Linked DNA regions of Sus scrofa: regions 2, 3 and 4 are each linked to region 1. The links are chromatin contacts, called in public promoter capture Hi-C maps. All regions are on one chromosome and are shown on one strand. Each heading gives the region's core, a stretch centred on a gene start, on an enhancer-like site or on the middle of the called end of the contact. The rest is flanking DNA. Distances are from core to core; before and after follow the strand shown.

Region 1 (3,271 bases), core at 599-3,098:
CAGAATCCAAGCATAGCTGTAGTTTAGGTCTACTCCACTGTCAAAGATTAAGATCAGAGCTACAGAAATGATCTGGGCAAATATAGATGTCATGGTCCCCTCAAAAGTCTTTTTGGTTCCGGGCCAGCGGATCTCCCCCATGGTGCTGCCGAATATGGAGGCCACGGTGTCACCCACACCGACGGCTAGGACGCCGGCATAGGGGACTAGGGCCCTCGCTCCCCCGAGGCTACCCTTCTGTGTGCAGGGCCTGGGGACTAGCCAAATGGGAAGAGACATGCCTAGCAGCAGATAGATGTGGGTCAGGATGAGCGGTCCACTGTCTCGTTCATCCAGGAATAGGGACAGGAGGCTCCGAAGCGTGTGGCCCAGGGGCTTGATGCGGAAGTAGCGCACGTACTCCAGGAAGATGAAGACCGCCAGACACACGGTGGCGGCCACGTAGAGCAGTGGCCGGTCAAAGATGATACCTGGGATGTAGGTGGCTACCACAATGAAGTGGAAATACTTCCGAGCAATGGTGGGGGCCTGGTGCTTCTTGGACTCAGAAGATGACCGCTTGGCATTCTGGTATAGCACCACCAGGCAGGCCAAGGTGGCCAGCAGAGACCAGTAGGCCAGGAGGTAGACTCGGGTCTCCGTCTGGAAGAGGAACTGAAAAAGCCAGAGCAGGGGATTCCTGCGGATGAGCCGGTGAAGCCAGGGCAGGACCACGCCAAGGCCCAGCACACAGGTCATGAGGTGGAAGAAGATGGAGGAGGCCCAGGTGCCTGAATCCATGAAAACAAAGAGGGTGCTGAAGAAGATGCCCATGAGCACCATCCCTACCACCACCACCAGCAGGAAGAAGTCCAAGGGGTCTCCCTGGCTTTCCACCACAGTCAGAGACCGCTTAATGAGCTGGTTGAGCATGAAGCTGATGCCACCCAATACCAGCAGAGCCTCTCCAGGGGTGAAGCAGCGGGGCAACAGGTACAGCAGGATCATGTTGAGGTAGACGAAGATCAGCAGGACCTCCAGGACCTCTATCACCTCGCCTACACTCAGAGAGTGCTTCATGATATAAATGATGACACCTCCAGCCAAGCCCGAGATGACACAGGTGTTGGTGGGCACCGGGCGAGTGATGCCCAGAGCCAATACTGACGAGAAGAGGGCCACTGCCATGCCAGTGGCCGCCACCACAATTCCAAAGCGCTCAAAGTATGGGTTCCCCGCAGCCTGGCAGCGCTCCTTCATAACCAGTCCGAGCAAAGGCATGACCACCGAAGCGGGCAGGAGGCCACTGTTTGCGGACATTCGGAACTGGAAGACCGCGCTTCCCTGCTGTAGCAGTCGGTCCCACTTGTATTGGACGTAGAAGGCCTGCACGGCGAGGGCCACGGCGCACCACGAGTACCGATCCCACACTGCTGCGTGGATGCTCAGTACCACTATGAACACCACCGCTGCCTCTGCCAGCACGGACCCGCTCAGCGGAGCCCCGGACCCAGAGGCCGGAGGAGCGCACTCTCGGGTCATGTCTCTAGATCTGGGACCCCGGGGAAACCCGGGTGACTGGAGATGCCTTGGATTCTGGGCTCCTCAATCCTCGCCAGGCACAGAGCGGTAGCTTCACCCAGCCAGCACGTTCTCTATCCGCTCTCCTGCTGCCAGAAGGGAAGCGCCACTGAATGATCACTCTGTGCAGGCAAGGAGCTGGCGTCAGGTCACGCTCCAACGTCTCCCACCTCAAGCGTAGGTGTCGCTCCTCCACCGACTCCCTCACTGACTCGACCGCCCTCGCCCGGGAGTCCTCACCGCTCCGGGCCACGCCATGTTGGCCCCGCCCGCCGTCACGTGACGAAAAGCCCCGTCCACGCCCCGGAGGCGAGCGGTCACGTGGGCGCGGCGTCTGGGGGCGGGGCTAGGGCGCGCGCGCGCGAAGATGGCGGCGGCCGCCACCGGGCCGTGTGTGAGGTGCGGAGCGGGCCGAGTCAGCGGGGGTGGCTGTTAGGCGCCGGGTCGAATCCGAGCCGGAAGCGGGGCGGGATTTGAGGGCACGATGTAGCGGCAGTGGCGGGGCGAAGGCCGGCTAGGCGGACGGGCGCCGGGATGGAGGCGGTTACGGCCAAACGGTCTCGGCGCGCGGGCATCTGAAGCGACTTCTCGGAGAGGGGGCCGGTGCCTTACCCCTTCCCTCGGCGCCCGCCTCCGGTCTCCGGTTCCTTTCCCTTCTTCCCCTCTCCCCGTGGCGCGTCCCTCGGCGCCCCCCTCCCGCTTCCTGGCTGGCGTGACGCTCCCTCGAGGCGCGACGGGGCGCTTCGCGGTCGCCCGGGGAGCCCCCACCCCGTCCCCGCCGCAGCCTCCTGGGCCCTTCCCGGCGGCGCTCCCCAGGGTCCCGCATGTGCTCTCCATGGAAGGTCTGTTTCGGGCGTCGCCGAGCCACGTTCCTGCAGTTTCTGCCCTCTTGGGCCGCCCAGCCTTTCATTCATCCATCTATTCATTTTCTCCTGTATTGATTCCGTCAGCGGACACCCCACGCACTGTACTGGGCTTTGGGGACGGGAAGATAAAATACTCAAAAGAAAGAGACAGTTCTTACTTCTGGAGCGATACCAGCGCCGGGCTGGCGAGGCGCGTTCTTTTCCATGGCTTTATCTCCTTGAACTCCCACGACTCCGAGCGGCACCTTGTGTTTTACGGATAGATGACTCATAGACCCAACTCAGAACTGGCGGAGGGGTCCGGTGAGGCTTCGAACAGGCGTGTGTCTGCCTCTGGATCTGTAACCAGATCGCCACACTTCCATCTTCCACTTACAGCTCGAAGCGGCTTCCATTCTCGCGGCCACCCTCCCGGCTAACCGTCCCCTTGTCACTTCTTCCCTGTGCCTGCAGTGTTTCGCTACTTTTTTTGGCTTTTCACTACTACTCAACACTCCGAAGAGCATGGAATAGGCTCTGAGTAAATATTTATGACAAGTATTGCCCTTGTTCTCTGTACGACTTCCTGCGCCTCTCTGCTCAAGTGACTTTTTTTTTTTTTTTTCCATTGTGATGATACTTTTTAATCATGTAAAGTTTCAAGTGAGATTTCTCTTCTCTGGAATTTCCATCGAACTATTTCTGGAGCAGTTTGTGTTTTTCTCCTCCGCTGTTTTTCATGTCAGCTCTTGTATCGGGCAGCATTGTGGTCGCTGTGCTCTCCTTTTTTTAGGCTTGTCTTACAGTCCTTGTGGAGCTTGGGTAAAGGTCAGCTCCTGCAGGGCCAGGCGCGTTCTTCAGTGAAA
Region 2 (3,353 bases), core at 812-3,311, 230 kb before region 1:
CAGTGCACTAAGGTTCCAACTGCAGGGAGTTCTCTTCATGGCTCAGTAGTAACGAACCCACTCCACTAGTAACCATGAGGACGAGGGTTCAATCGATGGCCTTGCTCAGTGGGTTAAGGACCCGGTATTGCCGTGAGCTGTGGTGTAGGTCACAGACGCGGCTCTGATCCCGAGTTGCTGCGGCTGTGGTGTAGGCCAGCAGCTGCAGCTCCTATTCGATCCCTAGCCTAGCAACTTCCATCTGCCACAGGTGCAGCCCTAAAACACAATCTGAATGCAGCAGCTCCAATTGCTTCGAGGGGGTTAAAGGATCTAGTGATGCTGCAGCTGCCGCTCAGATTCAATCCCTGATGAGGGAACTTCCTTATGCCATGGGTTCAGCCATGAAAAAAAAAAGAAAAAAGAGAGTAGACTTCGTGGAAATGTCACTGGCGTTGCTGAGGATGTAGGCTCTGCAGGTTCAAACACCTGTGTGGCAAGTGAACCCTGTTTCCTCTTCTGGGAAATATGCAGCCCCCCTGTAACGCTCATTTTTACTGAGGAAAAGCCAACATCCTTACAATGATCTGCAAGGTCCTACACCTGACCTGCCTCTCCTTACCCTCTCTGACCTCACCTGGGGCCATTCTCCTTCCTCTCCAGCCCCATCCGCCTCCTCACGCATCAGATGTGCTCCAACCCCAGGGCCTTTGCACCTGAAGTTGGCTCTGCCTGGAGGGTTCTAACTCAGGTATCCACTTGGCTAAATCTCTCGCTCCTCCAAATTGTTGTTGAAACATCACCCTCTCAGGGAGGCCCGCCCTGCAGCCCACCCTCAAATCCCCAACCCGGTCTTTCTAATCCCGCACCCTTTTCCCTTTGTCCATGGCACTACTGCCTCTAACACACGCTGCAATTTATTTATAACGGACATTGTTTATTTTCTGTCCCCTGCAAAACTACGGCTCCAGGACGGAGCTCCAGCACTGTCGACTGATGAATCATCAGCGCCAGAACAAGTCTCTCCACACCTACAAAACCTACACCCAGACCCCTCAGAAGCCCTGCCCTCATCTCAGACAATCTCGTCTGTGTGCTTTGGGTCCAACTACGTACTCGAAAGCCGGCGTATCTCGACCTTAAGATGCAGCTCGGGCATTTTACTAAGTGAAAGTCAGTCTGAAATGCCTAAAAACTGCAGTTCACACAAAGACCTCCACAAAGTGGGGTCTTTAGAGGTTTTTAAAGAAAAACCCTTTCTGTTGGTAGTCAAAGACTGGGGAAATTGGGACAGAGCATCCCAAGAGTTAGTTTCTGTGCATTAAAATGTAAAAATTAAACGGTGGGACCCGAGAACCTGGCCTGGTGGCCGCGCGCCATCCCTCACCCTCCCGCCCGCGTCCCCCCGAGCGGAGCCCGCGCCCTCACCGTCTCCCCGCGGATGCCCTGGACGGTCCTCCACTGCGAAGGCACCGACGCTACGCCCAGGGTCTCGTCCTGCAGCGGCCCGGGCCGCTCGGGCCCCTCGGGACTCGCAATCCCGCGGGTCGCCAGCGCCTCAGCACCCGCCCTTCCCGCCGGGAAGAGTTGCCCTCTCAGCGCGCAGGTTGCCATGGAGACGGCCCCGCCTCCTTACGCCGGCGCACTCCGCCGCGACCTTCGTCCCTGCGCCTCCAGAGCGGAAGACTGAGGAGATGAGGCTATCGGCGCCATTTTTGAATTTGTCAGAGCGCCTCCTTCCAAGACCCGAGAAGAAAAGATAAATGACTCTTTTCCGACGATGCGACAAGCAGTACTACTTTTGCATTCTCCAACTCCAGAGGGAGCACGCTTAGGGCATGCGCAGCTGCTCTGGAGAAGGGGGACGGGAAGTGCGGATGCAGGGCGCAAGTGCCAGCTTCAAAGATGGCGCTGGGCGGCCAGGCGCAGAGACGAGGGCGGGAGTCTGCGGCCGCGGCGGGCTGGAGAGTTGCGGACTTAGAGGTGCAGTGCTGGCAGTGCAGCCGGATGCTCCAGCAGAGCCCTACGACCCCATGGCTCCAGTTGGCGGCCACCTCAAAGCCAAGTGGTCTCCCTCTTACCATTTTCTGCCTCAATAAAATGGCGATTTTAAATGTCCACATGTAGATCCAGAGTGTGGTTGCGTAGTTGAAAGGCCCAGATGAGGTCGGATATAGAAAAATGCTTAAGCCAAAATTAAAGACCCGAACAACTACCCCATTATTGAGTGTTTATCATGTAGCAGGTCGAGTCCACAGTTTTCTGTATGTTGATCCTAATAACTCCTCAAACTAACTCTATGAAGAATCAGCTGTTACATGTCCCATGAGGGTGGTTGATGGTCAGAAAAGTAACTGCTCCAGATCAGCTACATCGTATTTGCCCAAGATCTCGGGGGCAGCTGCTTGGCCCAAGGCCCTATTCTGAGACTCCTAGCAAGAGTCCTCCGGCCAGGTCCTCTGGGCCACTTTCCTCCTATCCCTAAACTCTCAGAGGGTTGTAAATCTGCCCAATCAGAGGCCCCTCTGCACCACTTCAGCACTGAGTTCTCATCAGGACCTTTTTCCAGCCAAGGCCTTGAGGACTGATTAGATTAGGGATGGGGGGGCAGTGGGAGAGGAGGCATGGAACGCAACAGGAATTTCTTCCTAAAAATAAAATGGAACCAGATAGAATTCTCCTTGTGAGGCCCTCTTAACAGAAAAATTTGCAAACACCACCAAGAATTCCAAAAATCATACTCAGAAAAGAAGTTCAAGGCTGTAGGAGTCAGAATGCCTGGATTTGAAGCCTGACCAGTGCTTTGTCCCTTTAATAGACTTGGTACCTCTTTGGGCCTTGGTTTCCTAGACATAAAATGAGACTGCAAAAGGCTAAGGCCAGTAGGACCTGCTTTACCTGATAAAGGAAGGAGAATATTTCAAGAAGAGAAGGATAGTCCCAGGTATTCAGTGCCCCAAACAATTTCAGTAGAGTTGTGGGAACAAAAGCCAGCCTGCAGAGGGTTTAGGAGGAAGTAGAGAAAGTAATGGATATTATTAGGAAGCTCAACACAGGAAGTAAGTATGAGTGAAAATAGGCAAAATCTAACAAACTGGACTGTAATTTGACATTAAAGTGAGCCTCCTCTTTAATCTAGAAATCTTACTTCTGGGAATTTTTCCTGAATCAACAATAACAGCTTCAGGAGTTCCCATCATGGCACAGTGGTTAATGAATCCAACTAGGAACCATGAGGTTGTGGGTTCGAGCCCTGGCCTTGCTCAGTGGGTGAAGGATCTGGTGTTATCATTAGCTGTGGTGTGGGTTGCAGACACGGCTCAGATCCGGCGTTGCTGTGGCTCTGGTGTAGGCCAGTGGCTACAGCTCCAATT
Region 3 (2,968 bases), core at 301-2,800, 140 kb after region 1:
GTCCTGGGAGATGACCTAGAGGCTGTGGACACAGATCAGGTGGCAGGTGTAAGGGGGAGCTCTAGAAGATCCTGGAAGATCTCAAGAGCCTCTGGGCCTGGCAGAGGCCAAACATTCTTCTTGGCATAGAAGGGGACACAGACAGAGATATGCTTGGAGCAGAGAGGAAAGAGATCCGAATCAGCAGCAACACCTGCTCCAAGCTGCCCTCTGGGAAGATGGGGGGCGGGCGGAGGGATGGGGGGATGTAGCTGTAAGTCAAGTTGAGGAAGAGACTGGTGGCACGCGGGGGGGGGGGGGGAATGGGGCTGCCACCTGCCGCCCTCTGCCAGTTGGGAGGACTTTCTGAGCAGCCCAGCTTGATGCCTTCAGTGGAGTGTCTCTGACCACACACAATTCCCCAGGGGCCGTTTGATAAGCCCAGGGAAGGTGACTAACTGCAGGGAGTTGGAGAAGTGGCTCTGGCCGGGAAGAAATGGCTCAGGCTGAGCATGGGACAGGTGAGTGAGTGAGTGAGAGAATAATCTCTGAGAGACACTCCTGGTCTCTCTCGGTTCCTTGGCTACGGGTGGAGGTGCTGCCTGAGGCCAGGGCGTTATCTTTTCCGGGTCATTGAAATTTAGCGCCACAAAGTGTGGGTTCGATCCAGCCTCTGACCTTGAGCCTCAGTCTCTCCCTCTGCCAGACGGGATTAATCCACCTGCTGACCCCTTCCCAGCAGCTGCTGGCCGGACTGGACCGCGGCCGCTGGGCCGCGTCGCCTCTACGGCCTGTGTCCTCCCCTTTCCGGCGCAGCTGCGCGGGTGGCTCGGCCCGCGGCCCACCCGTCCCGTCCATGGTCCACCAGGCCGGTTTCCCCGCCGCACTCACCACGGTCCTGGCAGCGAAGGATAACATCTCGGCGGCCTGCCCAGGGACACACTGTCCGCTCCTCCCCAGGCGCTGGTCAAAGTCCGCGCCGCGGCTGTAGGTGGGTCCCCACTAGACCCTTCCGGTCCAAGATCGCCGAGTCACCACCGCCGGCGGGTAGAAGCGGCCCCGCGCCCACCCACCCCGCCGGGCGGCGGCCGGCAGGCGGCCCGCGGGAGGCGGACTCTTGGGGCGGGGCCTTCGGCGGGCGGCGAACGCCGACCTCTAGCCGCGAGCGCTGGGCGGCCCGGGAGGCGGGGCCGGGGGCGGCGCCGGGGGCGGGGCCCGGGCCCCCTGCAGGTGGGTTCACCGCTAGGCGGTGGAACCCAAGAGGCGCACAGCGGCGCCCGCCGTCCACCTTGCCCTTTCCCGCCTCCATGAGCCGTCCAAATTGTTGGAGGCAGCGGTGTGCACCCCTCTCAGTCCCTTTGGTGTCCTTGAGCGCTGCTCTCAAAGTGCTAGGAAAACACAACCATACCGACAGGAGACTGTCTTCCACTAGTCCTCGGGATTGGGTCAGAGCCACGCTCCGAGATGACAGGTGGGGACCGCCCCGCAAAAGCATGGCTGCCGCGCTCCCAGGGCCCTCCCGGCAGGCAGTTGGCGCGTCGGGCCGCGAGCCGGCCGTCGGTGCGCATGCTCCCTGGGTGCCCCGCACCAACATGGCCGCCGCCTCGGAGTGAGCGCGACCGCCGCGAGCCGGCCGTTGCTGGGCATGCTCCCTGGGTGCCCCGCACCAACATGGCGGTCGTCTTCGCTGGGGTGACTTTAATTCTCGGTTTTCGGTTCTAGCCAGCCAGTGCTCGTTTCTCTTCAGAAAGCTCGGAGCGCGTAGGGGAGCCCGGGAAGGGCAGGGAAGGTGCGGGGGTGAAAGGCGAGAGGGGACTGCAGGCATCCGGGCCGGCTCCTGGCGGGCGGAAGATGGCTGAGGGCGAGCGGCAGTCGCCGCCAGGTAGGACGGGACGGGCCGGGCCGCTGCGGGGTGGGGGCGCGGGGACGCGGGGGCGGTGCTGGGTCTGGGGGCGGGGATGGCGTGGGGGGTGGGGGGCTCTGCAGCCCGACGGTTGAGAGAGATGAGCGACGCTCTTGGGGCCCCGAGGGGGAAGGGCTGGGGGGACCTGGAGGTGGGGGGCAGGAACCCAGGGCTGCAAAAGGGGTGCTGGGAGGGGCGCAATACCAGGACTTGGGGAGCTTGAGCCGCCCGAGGGTCGGGTGGACGGTCCGGTGGCCTTTTCCACGTCTGGGCTGCGCGTGTTTGTCAGCTCTTGACCCAGTGGGGAAGCTGTCGGGGGTGGGGGCTGCTGTCTTTATTAGACCCTGGTGCTCCTTGGGCCTGGGCCTGCCCGGACCCCCTTTCCCGCCTCCCCGACTCCCTGACCACCCCTCTTTCATCTCCCCTCTCCTCCTCGGAGGCCTGGCACCGGAGATTCAGGGGCTGAGAAGTTACCAAGAAGTTACTGCCCTGGATCGTCTAAACTATTAATTTAGAAAGACTGGTTGTGCAAGGAGCTGAGTCTCTTTCTGGTCTCACCATCTGTAACTTTTATTTACACCGAGGTTTCTTTTTAATTCATCTCAAATAGCTGGGATGGAGCGGCCAGGGAAAGGATTTTCTCTCTCTGTCTCTCTCTCTCTTTTTTTTTTTGGCCGCCTGGCAGCCTATGGAGTTCCTGGGCCAGGGATCAGATCCAAGCCGCAGTTGCGGCCCAAGCCGCAGCTGTGTCAACGCGGGATCCTTAAGGCACTGTGCCAGGCTGGGGATGGAACCTACGTGCCAGCACTTCCTACACGTTTCGAGTCTGTTGCCCCACAGCAGAAGCTTGGGGAACGATTCTCCTAGAGCGGAAACTTGGGGAAATGGAAGGAAGTTTGCTGACCACTCTTGCCACCCTAACTTGAGCTAGAAGGACTGATAGTAGATAACTTTTTAAAAAAATTTCTTTTGGTAGCTAATGTTTAAAGAGGTTGCAGATAGGTTGGTCAAACAGCTATTTCAAAAACACCTAATGTTTTGAAACCATTCAATATTCCTTCTGTGTCTCACCTTTTGTGATCCCTG
Region 4 (3,174 bases), core at 136-2,635, 170 kb before region 1:
TCTTCCTTTTTTTTTTTTTTTTTTTGGTATTTTAAGAATTAAAAAACAATTTTTTTAAATTATAGTTGATTGACAATAGATCTGTTTCTGAAAGCACCCCCCTCTTCCTGCTGGAGTAAAGATGGATCAGAGGGGAAGCCTGGAGGCCTACCCAGGGGGGTTGGACAAAGCAAGGGCAGGATGGGTGGAGAAGGAGAGATGGACAGGAGGCAGTAAGGGGGTGAAGGGGCCAGACTTGACTGGATGTGTGGGAGAGTTCGGGAAAGAGGTCCAAGGGGTTTGTCTCTGAGATGGGGAGAGACGGGTGGGTCTGAGATGCCCCAGACAGAGATAGAGGGGGGCGGGGCCACAAGGCTTGGATGCTGCAGGGGGTTAACAGGGGAGCCCAGGTTGGGAAGGATCCAGCCCATGGAGGTGACTGAAGGTTTGGCAGAGATAGGGGCGCTGAGGAGGGAGGGTCAGGAGACAGCCAGAGCAGAGTATGGACAACTCTGGTGCCCCTTGGTTGTAAAAGGGAGCAGAGAAGGAGAAGGAAGGGGGATCGCATGGGGAGACAGAGCAGGTTTTTAGACTAAAGGGTGAAGGCAGCGGAGGAGACCTGAGAAGGTCTTGGGAGGAATGCCCCAGGTCCAGGGGTTTAGGCTGGAGCAAGGAAGGAGGAGTTGGGGTGTGGTGGGAGTGGTGGTGGTAGTGAGGAAGGGTGAGAACTTGAGGGGGAGCTGGCCTGTGGCAGGTAAGGGTGGGAGTGGGTCCGTGGGTGAATGAGTGCCATCAGGGGACCAATCAAGAATGAGGACATGGGGGGCAGGCTGCTCTCCTGTGGGGTGTTCTCTTGCCTGAGGTCGGGGAGCCTGGACTTGGGCAGCTAGTGACCACGGGCGTGAGCAGGAGGCCAGTCCTTCACCTAGTTGATCCTTGGAATTTTGGGAGTCAATTCCTAGGAAGGGTTGGGCGGTGGGTAGGAGATGAGGCCGGATCTGGTGGGCACCGGGTGGGTCCTGGAATAGACAGGGTATCCGGCAGGGATCAGGATGATTCTGGGGTTAGTTAGGGATCACCTGGGTATTAGGCGGAAAGTAGGTGGCTCTAGGAATGAGAGATGGGGAGGGAGCCTCAGGAGCTGGAAGAGACCGGGTGAATCCCAGGATCTCGGTTTCGGCAGGGGACTCAGTGAGACTCAAACGTCAGGGGAACCACGCGGGATAGGGTAGGTCCGGGGTCGCGCGGGGTCCGGCTCACCGGTATCATGCAGGAACAGCACCAGCGTGATCCCCCAGGTCAGCACGGTGTGCCCGGTCCGCACCAGGACCCCAGGGCTGAGGAGCGCCCAGGGCGCCATGGCCTCGGCCCGGGGCCCCACCCGGAAGAAGCGCCCAGAGGGGCGGGCCCTCCGAGCGAGAAGGCCCCCGGTTACCCAGGGATTGGCTGATCCGGGCGGTGGGCGGGGCCGTCGTGGGTTAGAGAGGCTACCTATTGGGCAACGGCTGCAGCCGAATAAGCCCTCGAGCCAACAGGTGCCTGGAGAGGCTGAGGGCGGGGCCGGCGCGCGCGCAGCCGGTAACTCCCCCAACCCCCCCCCGCCCCCACCAGCCAGGTAAGTTTCGAAAGCCGAGTAGTCGCGAGGCTTCATCCCATCCTACTGGACTTCCACCACCCGCCCAAATTCCACAGTCTCATGCAGGCGTGCGGCTCCCTGGGCGCTTCAAATCTCCAGGTATTGTGTCTCCAGGTTGCAGAATTGTGTCCCGTTGAAAGATGTGATGAGCAAGACCTTGAGGGGGGCAGGAGTCGCCCACTGGTGCCCCTTAGTGACACCCTATTCGTCGTCAGATGTTGCAAATGGGTGAGAGCAGAGTGGAGGTCCCTGGTGTCGATTCTATGAGAGGCCCAACTTGGGTCAGGGCCAGAAATACCAGAGCATTGGAGTTCCCGCTGTGGCATCGTGTAAGAACCCGACTGCAGCGCCTCGGGTTGCTGTGGAGGCGCAGGTTCCATCCCCTACCCCTGGAGTGGGTTAAAGGATCCAACCTTGTGGCAGCTGTGGCATAGGTCACAGCTGCATCTCGGATTCAATTCCTGGCCTAGGAAGTTCCACATGCTGCTGGTGTGGCTATAAAATAATTTAAAAGAAAAGAAAGAAAAAAAGAAGAAATTCCAGCACTGCCTCTTCCTATCCGTTTATAATTTGCTTGGGCAAATTACTGAAACCACTCGAAGCTCTGTTGTCTGTCTGTGCAGTGGGAATGATAATGGTGCCCCCGCTGATGTGGCTGGAGCATCACAGAATGGAATATGGTGTCTAGTCGAAGACCATCCTGTCTCCCCCACTCTAAGGCAGCACCCACACCCTCCTGACTTGCTCAACCCAAGGCATCAGGCTGTCTGCCATGAAACCTCATCATTCACTGCTCACACTGCACCGAGAGGTCCCTAGGGCCTTCCCCCATCTTCCTCCCTCTGACACCAGTCCAGGTGTCAGAGAAGGTCCAGGAAGATGGATCTTTCTCCATCAGATTGTCACACACCCCCCGCCCCCACCAAGGCAGGATACTTTTCTGACATTTGCTGTTTTTGTCAACTCAACCTCCCTTTCATATCCAGTGTGGTTTTGGAGAAACCGTTTCCCTCACTCCATCGGGTGGTGGGATGCAGAGTGCGCATGTCAGAATGCCAAATATGGTTTCCATCTCATTATCCCCAGTGATTGGTCCTAATCAAAATCATTCCATGAGACTCTTCTATAGATGCTGAGAGAGAAAGGGGCATTCTTTTTTGTTTTGAAGGAGAAAAGAATAGCTCTATTTCTTTGCCAGGCATAGGGGGACAGAGCAGGGCTCTTGCCTTCAAAAACTGTGCATCGTGAAAGGGGCATTCTTTTGGATCTCAAGAATAAGGAATAGGATATAATGGCGATTGGCAGCTGGCTTTATGCTGTGTGGAGAGAAACTCTGGCAGGAGAGAAGGATGCCAATTGTAAGAGCCACAGAGATAAGCGGCACAGAAAGAGGGAGCAAGAGGCAGTCTTAACAACATTGGGCCCCTAGATCCAACTATGCCTGAAGCTGATGTTAATGCTAGAGTCCCAGCTGCATTAATCAATGAATTTCCTACCACCTTTGACTAACCAGGGTAAGTGTTTGAGCTAAGTGTCTCTCACCTGCAACTCTTTTTTTT

What was found. Promoter capture Hi-C pulls out the DNA fragments that hold promoters and counts their contacts.
Region 2: a contact with region 1 is called in a promoter capture Hi-C map of liver, with 4 times the contacts expected there. The contact joins the promoter of WDR34 here to the promoter of DOLK in region 1. A contact is called at or near these places in 3 of 5 promoter capture datasets (fetal skeletal muscle and liver), 15 of 47 Hi-C or Micro-C datasets (alveolar macrophages, blood, embryonic fibroblasts and 10 more) and 2 of 2 datasets of contacts at active chromatin or transcription factors (alveolar macrophages and skeletal muscle).
Region 3: a contact with region 1 is called in a promoter capture Hi-C map of fetal liver, with 2.7 times the contacts expected there. The contact joins the promoter of PTPA here to the promoter of DOLK in region 1. A contact is called at or near these places in 2 of 5 promoter capture datasets (fetal liver and liver) and 1 of 2 datasets of contacts at active chromatin or transcription factors (alveolar macrophages).
Region 4: a promoter capture Hi-C map of fetal skeletal muscle shows a contact between it and region 1, with 4 times the contacts expected there. The contact joins the promoter of ZDHHC12 here to the promoter of DOLK in region 1. A contact is called at or near these places in 1 of 5 promoter capture datasets (fetal skeletal muscle) and 5 of 47 Hi-C or Micro-C datasets (embryonic fibroblasts, epiblast stem cells, mesenteric adipose tissue and 2 more).

The regions. Positions count from the first base shown.
Region 1 is chr1:269,257,636-269,260,906 of Sscrofa11.1, forward strand. DOLK (dolichol kinase) reads right to left here and starts at 1,849. Exons shown (of 1, transcript XM_001928919.5): 1 at 1-1,849. The coding sequence starts at 1,521. NUP188 (nucleoporin NUP188 homolog) reads left to right here and starts at 1,861. Exons shown (of 43, transcript XM_021069837.1): 1 at 1,861-1,959. The coding sequence starts at 1,928.
Region 2 is chr1:269,028,917-269,032,269 of Sscrofa11.1, forward strand. It overlaps WDR34 (WD repeat-containing protein 34), which reads right to left and starts at 2,062. Exons shown (of 9, transcript XM_005660487.3): 1 at 1,408-2,062. The coding sequence starts at 1,593.
Region 3 is chr1:269,400,226-269,403,193 of Sscrofa11.1, forward strand. PTPA (serine/threonine-protein phosphatase 2A activator) reads left to right here and starts at 1,551. Exons shown (of 10, transcript XM_001926077.6): 1 at 1,551-1,861. The coding sequence starts at 1,831. It overlaps CRAT (carnitine O-acetyltransferase), which reads right to left and starts at 1,017. Exons shown (of 14, transcript NM_001113047.1): 1 at 871-1,017. The coding sequence starts at 897.
Region 4 is chr1:269,083,468-269,086,641 of Sscrofa11.1, forward strand. It overlaps ZDHHC12 (probable palmitoyltransferase ZDHHC12), which reads right to left and starts at 1,386. Exons shown (of 5, transcript XM_021069717.1): 1 at 1,240-1,386. The coding sequence starts at 1,339.